Linked DNA regions of Xenopus laevis: region 2 is linked to region 1. The links are chromatin contacts, called in public Hi-C maps. All regions are on one chromosome and are shown on one strand. Each heading gives the region's core, a stretch centred on a gene start, on an enhancer-like site or on the middle of the called end of the contact. The rest is flanking DNA. Distances are from core to core; before and after follow the strand shown. Region 1 overlaps sema4b.L (semaphorin-4B). Region 2 overlaps sema4b.L (semaphorin-4B).

Region 1 (3,357 bases), core at 347-2,846:
TTAACTTCCTGAAGTCTTCCTCCACCGACCAGCACTCGTATGTTCCCACCCGGTCAGGGCTACTCACTAGAATCAGGTCACCACTGGGCAACACAAAGTATGAAGAGTCTATCTCTTTCCCATTGTGCATCCATACACGTGATGCCAAGTTTGATAAGAGCTTGCAAGGGAGTGTATCCGCTGAATTCGATTCCATTGAGATTATCAGACATTCTGGTTCTAAAAAAGAAGACAACAAATCAATTCTTCCATTTAATACTGTTTGTTACTAAGGGACTTATATTATATGCACAGAACATTTTGATAGCTATGGTGAGAACCTGCTGCAACAAACAATGCTATTCAACAGCAGCAAGGGTCAGAAAGATATTGTCCTTGTTTTTAACAGCAAGTTGTAGAATTCACTCCCTAGGCCAGCTGTACTGACAGATAGCTTTAAGAAAGGTTTGGATATTTTAAGCAAGACGGTTATCAGTAGCCTTGTGTTTTTGGATATTCTTTCCAATTGCACGTTCAGAGATAGGAAGGATTTATTCTCCTTCTGATGCAAACGGGAGACAGGGTGAAATAGGGGGTTTATAAAGAAATAAGCGAAACTCCGCTTGCGCTCCTCTTCAGAAAAGGCGATTCCCAGATCCATTGTGCGGTACTTGATTTCTCCTCCCTGCTTTCCTTATAGGAGATAGCCAGGGAGGAGAAATCGAGCGCCGCATGATGGATTGTCGCCGTGTCCCCTTTTCTGAAGAGGTGCGCAAGCGGAGTTTTGGTACATTATTTCTTAATAAAGACGTAGCGATTTAAAAGTTTAATACGTCTTTGTGTTTTTTTTCCGTTCTATACTAACGTTTTTTTAAAAAAATTTATATTACTGATCCTTTAACCAGCCAGCATCTCATCAATATGACAGTGGTTAAAAGGAATAGTGTACAGCATTTTATTTATCACCGTTTGCAGCATCTTCCAAAAAGCAACGGAAACATGTCTTTCTACATGCTTGGATATATTCTAGGTGAAACCAAGTTTCTTGTAAATCATCTGGCACGTGTTTTAAAGAAACCAATGTAGGAAGACTTTCAACAGCTAAACACTTTTTTCCAAGTTCTCATACATCTGGGCCGCACATGGCTAAAAAAGAGCCCAGATTGCAGTAAAAATTTGGATATACAGTACAGATGTAGCAAAGTCATCAGATATTCAACTGCCAAATTCTCCAGGATAATGCAGATCATAACAGCATCTTCATTTTATTACAGGTAATTTTTAGAAAAAACAATAAACTGATGAATCCACTTTCTAATTAGGACATGCATTTAACAATTAACTGCTTCTATTCTTAAACTTACCATCAGGCTTAGCAGGACGGCCAACAGCTTCTGAGTTGTTATTTTGCTTGCAGTGTGCATCTGTGTTTGCATCTTCGATATCTTGAACCCAGTGTCTGTACGAGAGAAAATGCCAAATTAAAATGGGTATGACCCTTTCAGCTATAGCTACAGTATACAGGTTCCTAATAAGGCTACTTACTGTTTTTTTGTGTCATGTGTATGATGCGGGACACTGTGACAACCTTTCTTGCTCCATGCACAATAAGGATCGCGAGAGAGGATGCATTCCCCACAGCTCCTGTACATGCTGCAGTTAGACACTGGAACTTGCACCACCGCAGAACGTGAAGAGGCATAAATGAGGCCCTGCATGTACATAAAGGATTATATGTTAGCTTTTCTTGGGCTATTATACTAGCTGAGCAAGAACTCCTTTTTAGATAACTGAAACGAAAACAGGTGGTGTCTTTAAGAATTTATTTTACTTTTCAAGATTTGCTTTATCAAGAATAGAGGCAATTATATTAGCATGGTAAAAAGAGGCCCATCCCTTTCGTCTCGTATTATAAATAAGGGTGAGCTCATTATGTAGGCAGAACAATGAACTGGGAGGGGAAGTGGTAATAAATTATCCTACTCACTCATAGGGACTGTTCAAAGTTCAGTGAAAACAGGACTAACGTGCCTATTCGCCTTCACAAAACTCACTGCTTTCATAAAAAACACAGGATGTTGGAAACGGTTGCATAGTGAAAATGTAATGCTAAGCAACTTTCCAATTTACATTGATTAAAAAATCTGTAATGGTTTTAACGGTTTTTCAGTTTTAGACGGACTAAATGAACATTAAAAAAACGTGCATCGCAAACTGAGAAGGCAATAGCAAAGGAGAGGCAGAAACTCCCTAAAAATGTATACAACAGGTTCTAAAATACTTCCTTTATCACACGGTGGGGCTCATTTATAAACACTGGGCAAATTTGCATCTGGGCAGTAACCCACAGCAACCAATCAGTGATTAGCTTTTTCAGCCAGCTGCAGGTTGAACAGTGAAAGCAATTACCTGATTGGTTGCCATGAGTTACTGCCCAGGTGCACATTTGCCTGGTGTTTATAAATGAAAGAATCATATGCCTGCCTTCACATTATCACTACAGATCATATTATTTCACACTACTTTACTTAAATTAAGCCAGTTTACTTCCTTCTCATGTGGGGAGTTTGTACTTTGTCCCTGAGCTTCTCCTTGATGACTCTTTGCACAATGTGTTCATAGATAAAAATATCTCCTATTACAGATTTAGTGCTGCTGCCAGCTCGAATATATTTCCATTGGATCGTTCAGCACTACTATTGTTATATCTATCTGACTTGTGACATATTACCCCCTATAGACATACACATTGAAATCTGAGCACTGTTGCTAAACACCTCTGGACATAGTCTCACAGTGAATTGTTTGCCTAGAGATACAGTCAGTAGAATTTAGCAAGGAAGCCTATTCACACTGATCTTCTTGGGATGTAAGTAAGGACATTAACCGTATGATGTTCGGATCTGCCAGAACTTTGCCAATTACCTTGCTGGGATCTAACAGTAGCTCTTGTACTGGCTGCATATCCTGAAAAAGCTTGATCTCCTCAATGATGTGAACCATTTTATTTACACTCACGGCTTTGTGTAATCTGCCATCATCTAGAGGTTGGAAAGAGACAAAGTAAGATTAATGAAAAATGACCATCAGATGCAGAGGGTCATGAAATAACTCACATTTATTATGAAAGGACCTAAACCAATTTGTCTCAAAATACTCAATAATCAGCTACAATCTGTTGAGCATATTTGGGCTTGTGCCCACAGTCTTGACACGTAGAAAGGCATAGCAAAGTACAGTTCTACTAGTGCCCCTGACTAAAGCAAATACGTTCTCCAATGCACATGCCTATTAGAGAATGTTGTGTAGTCGGCCTCTTCTACAACAGAAGGGCACAGGTTGTAAACCCAGTGCTGTTATTAGGAAATTCTACTTGCC
Region 2 (3,357 bases), core at 571-3,070, 94 kb after region 1:
GAATTTAGATTTTCTCTCCTTTTTAGGCCTCACAAAATATATTCACTGTACAATATTATACAACAATACTACTTAAAGACCAATAATACAAAAAAAATGCATTACAAAAATATAAATAAAAAGCACTGTTAGCCTGCAGTGGTAAAATTGTGTATTTGCGGGTATTGTGTAGCCATGGGGGCAGCCATTGAAATATAATTTGGGCTATAGGGGGTCAATTTCATGGCAGAATGCAATGGTTTAAGTTCTTATGCAGAAGGTAAACAGGTGCAAATGCTATTAATAGTTCTCTGCAAAATTATAGAATAAAAATTAAATGTTACTATTATAAATTAGAACAGATGAACACATGCACATTTTAAATGTAAAAAATGTGTGTGTGTATATAATACATATATATATATATATACATATGGTTACTGGTCCTTAAGGTGAAAAAAAGAGATACCGTTTGTTACGTCAGCAGTGTTGGACTGGGACGCCAGGGGCCCACCAGAAAATCTTAGTTTGAGGGCCCACTTTCCAAACAAGTATATAATCTCTTTATTCTCCTTTTTACACTACATACTATACTCTTTTCTTCCATTAATATGCCTCTTTGTTCCCATAAAGAAATAGTGAATAACAATGAAATAGGCCAAATGATTAGAAGCAACATGCACACTGACACCTGGCCCACCGGGAGTTTTCCTGGTATCCCAGTGGGCCAGTCCGACACTGTACGTCAGTCAGGTTCTGTATGATGACTCTGCCTTCACGTCAGCAGCTCTATTTCCCTTGTGTTCTATTTCTCTCGTGTTCTATTTCCCTGGGCTAAACTGAGTCATTCTTTCAGTCACTGGTTTCTAGCTTATCCCTAAATTGAAAATTGCTTTGCTAAGGCAAATCAGGTATAAACTGGATCCCGAGATACCTATCTACTTGCTTAAGCTGACCATAGATGTAAAGATTTTTAAAAGATCCGATCGACATCGTGAGACCACGATTATCTCGAAATGATCGTACGAATTGTCCATCAACTAAAAAGACCATTTCAGGCGATATTGCCAGGAAAACAAAGGGTAGCTGTCTGCTTGTTTCTGCAGACATAGATACATTGCACTGGGACCGATAAAGATTTTTTAACCTGGCCGATTAATTTTCTAACAGATGTTTGATCGTTCGAATCCCACTAACCGCACGATGTCGAAGGATTGGTAGGACTTCGCTAAAATCAATCGTTCGGCAAGAGAAATCTTTGCCTCTATGGGGACCTTTAGTCTTTGCGATTAGAGAAGCAATTTCCCATGCAAATCCCATCCAGGCATCTCTCACTGTGCCTTGATATTGTAATTGTGACACTCCACCAACACCAGCTGCTCAATCTTTCTTTCCGCCAGTTTGTCAGGGCATTAAAGAATATCTATAATTTACATTCCTGCCATCATTCTAGCCTTTTCCTGGAGATATTGCAGTAGAGAATGCAGGAGTAATTCTACCCCTTAAGGCAATGGTTACCAAACTGCAGAGGTCTCCCCAATGGGGCCTGCAGGTAGCCACCTGTCTAGTCTTGAGCCAACATCCGATTTTCTCTTTTGGTTGTTTTGCTCAGAATTGCCTGTCTGGGTTTCGATGATCTGAAATCTGGACAGATATCTGCCCCAAAGGCCAACCCTGTCTACTAAACATCACCCCCACCCCTGGCACCAACATCCCACCCCTATGCAGGTTTCGCCACTGGCAAAGGTAACCAATTTACCCTATTACCCTACATAAAGAGAGAGAGAGAGAGGAGAAACTTGTAAATTCAAGTCAACCATGGTGCAAAGGGCAAAACATGCTTTGTTTTTTTGTACCTTGCCCCATTTTTGTAAATATCTATTCCCCTTTAATTAGGGGGGTGGTAGACATTACATATAATGCACGAATGATGGTAACCCAACTGTTTTAACCTCATTTAAATAATATTGCTATAATCCGAAAGTCTAAATACTATTACTGCAGAACCGTATCACTGCATTAACATTAGGGATGCACTGAATCTAGGATTCAGCCTTTTTCAGCAGGATTCGGATTCGTCTGAATCCTTGTGCCTGGCTGAACCGAATCCAAATTTGCATATGTATATAGGGGTGGGTATTTGCAGATTAGGGTTTGGATTCAGTTAGGAATCTCAAATAGTGTATTCACTCTACCCTAATTAACATTACACCTATGAAACAGAATAGTCTCATTTGTCTAAACTTAACACTTGTCCTGACTTGCTTATTTGGCAGAGACTTTAGATGCACATTTAGGGCAGAGACACACGCTGCGATTTGGGGAGATTAGTTACCTGGCGACAAATCTCCTTTATCTTCAGGGTGACTAATCTCCCCGAATTGCCTACTCACGAGGAAACTTTGGGCGACTTTGGAAAACGAATCGCTCTGAATGCCATCCCACAGGAGAATTACATTCTAGCCGGCGGGAAGGCAGGGGAGGCATGTGTCTCTGCCCTTAGGATCTCGGTCTCACAAGAGAAATGGTGTCACAAGACACATAACAGGATCAATTGCCCTTAACCTGAGAGCCATGTTTAAGTTTACTACTCTGCTGCCTGGGAAAGCTTAGACTCCTATAACTAGGAGAGTTGTGGAACGACAGCTCTGTCAGAACAAACAAACCACTGAGCTTTAAAAACACCTACATTTTTAATATCTGAACCTTAAAATCTGACAGAAAATCACACACATTATAAAAGGCAGGTTAACCCTGTGCTGTCAGCTATGGCAGGCTTCATGTGAACATCACAAAGAATAACAAAGATCCCAGAAACACAGACTATAAAGCACTTGGCAGTTACCTAGTTGGCTACAGGCACTGTAAATTCTACCATCTGTGTCGGGTGAAGGGTTAAACATTTAAAAGTAATTATAAAGACTATCAGGGCATCTGACTATTAAGATCTGAAAGAAACCAAGGCGTGGAGCGACAGCATTGTATACATTATGACTAGCATGACAAGACATATTGGATCATAGTTGAAAGCAGTAAATCTTTAATATCTTACTCAAATCTACAATATATTATGTCCCATACCATCAATGTATCATCTTCTGTGTATTTATTAGGGCCCTGCTGAATGATTGCTTTGTTTGCTCTAGCTGAAAACGATCCCTTTTACTATAATTTGTCATCCCGTTAGGCAGAATAACCTTGGTGTACATTATTTTATTCCCTCTGAGACTATGCATCAATTACATTATTTATTCCTAGCTGGTGCAAAAACCATTAGACAACCTGCTTTATCTTGTTAACATTGTTTTTTTCTAAATAGTCATAAGGCTATATATGTTTTTATGACTTCAGAATCCCTTTAGGATTTAGGAAGGATTT

The links. A called contact is a pair of places that touch in the nucleus more often than the background predicts.
Region 2: a Hi-C map of the XTC cell line shows a contact between it and region 1, with 2.4 times the contacts expected there. The contact joins two enhancer-like sites. A contact is called at or near these places in 2 of 4 Hi-C or Micro-C datasets (the XL177 cell line and the XTC cell line).

What each region holds. Positions count from the first base shown.
Region 1 is chr3L:113,999,320-114,002,676 of Xenopus_laevis_v10.1, forward strand. sema4b.L (semaphorin-4B) reads right to left here. Exons shown (of 16, transcript XM_041586835.1): 13 at 2,905-3,020; 14 at 1,525-1,691; 15 at 1,347-1,438; 16 at 1-219. Among protein-coding and RNA genes, the nearest start is that of cib1.L, 26 kb to the left of the region's middle. Within about 2 kb of position 1,597, at least 1 of the 7 cell types and tissues checked has an H3K27ac peak or open chromatin away from gene starts, as enhancers often do.
Region 2 is chr3L:114,093,546-114,096,902 of Xenopus_laevis_v10.1, forward strand. The region is part of intron 2 of sema4b.L (semaphorin-4B); the gene reads right to left. Among protein-coding and RNA genes, the nearest start is that of sema4b.L, 50 kb to the right of the region's middle. Within about 2 kb of position 1,821, at least 2 of the 7 cell types and tissues checked have an H3K27ac peak or open chromatin away from gene starts, as enhancers often do.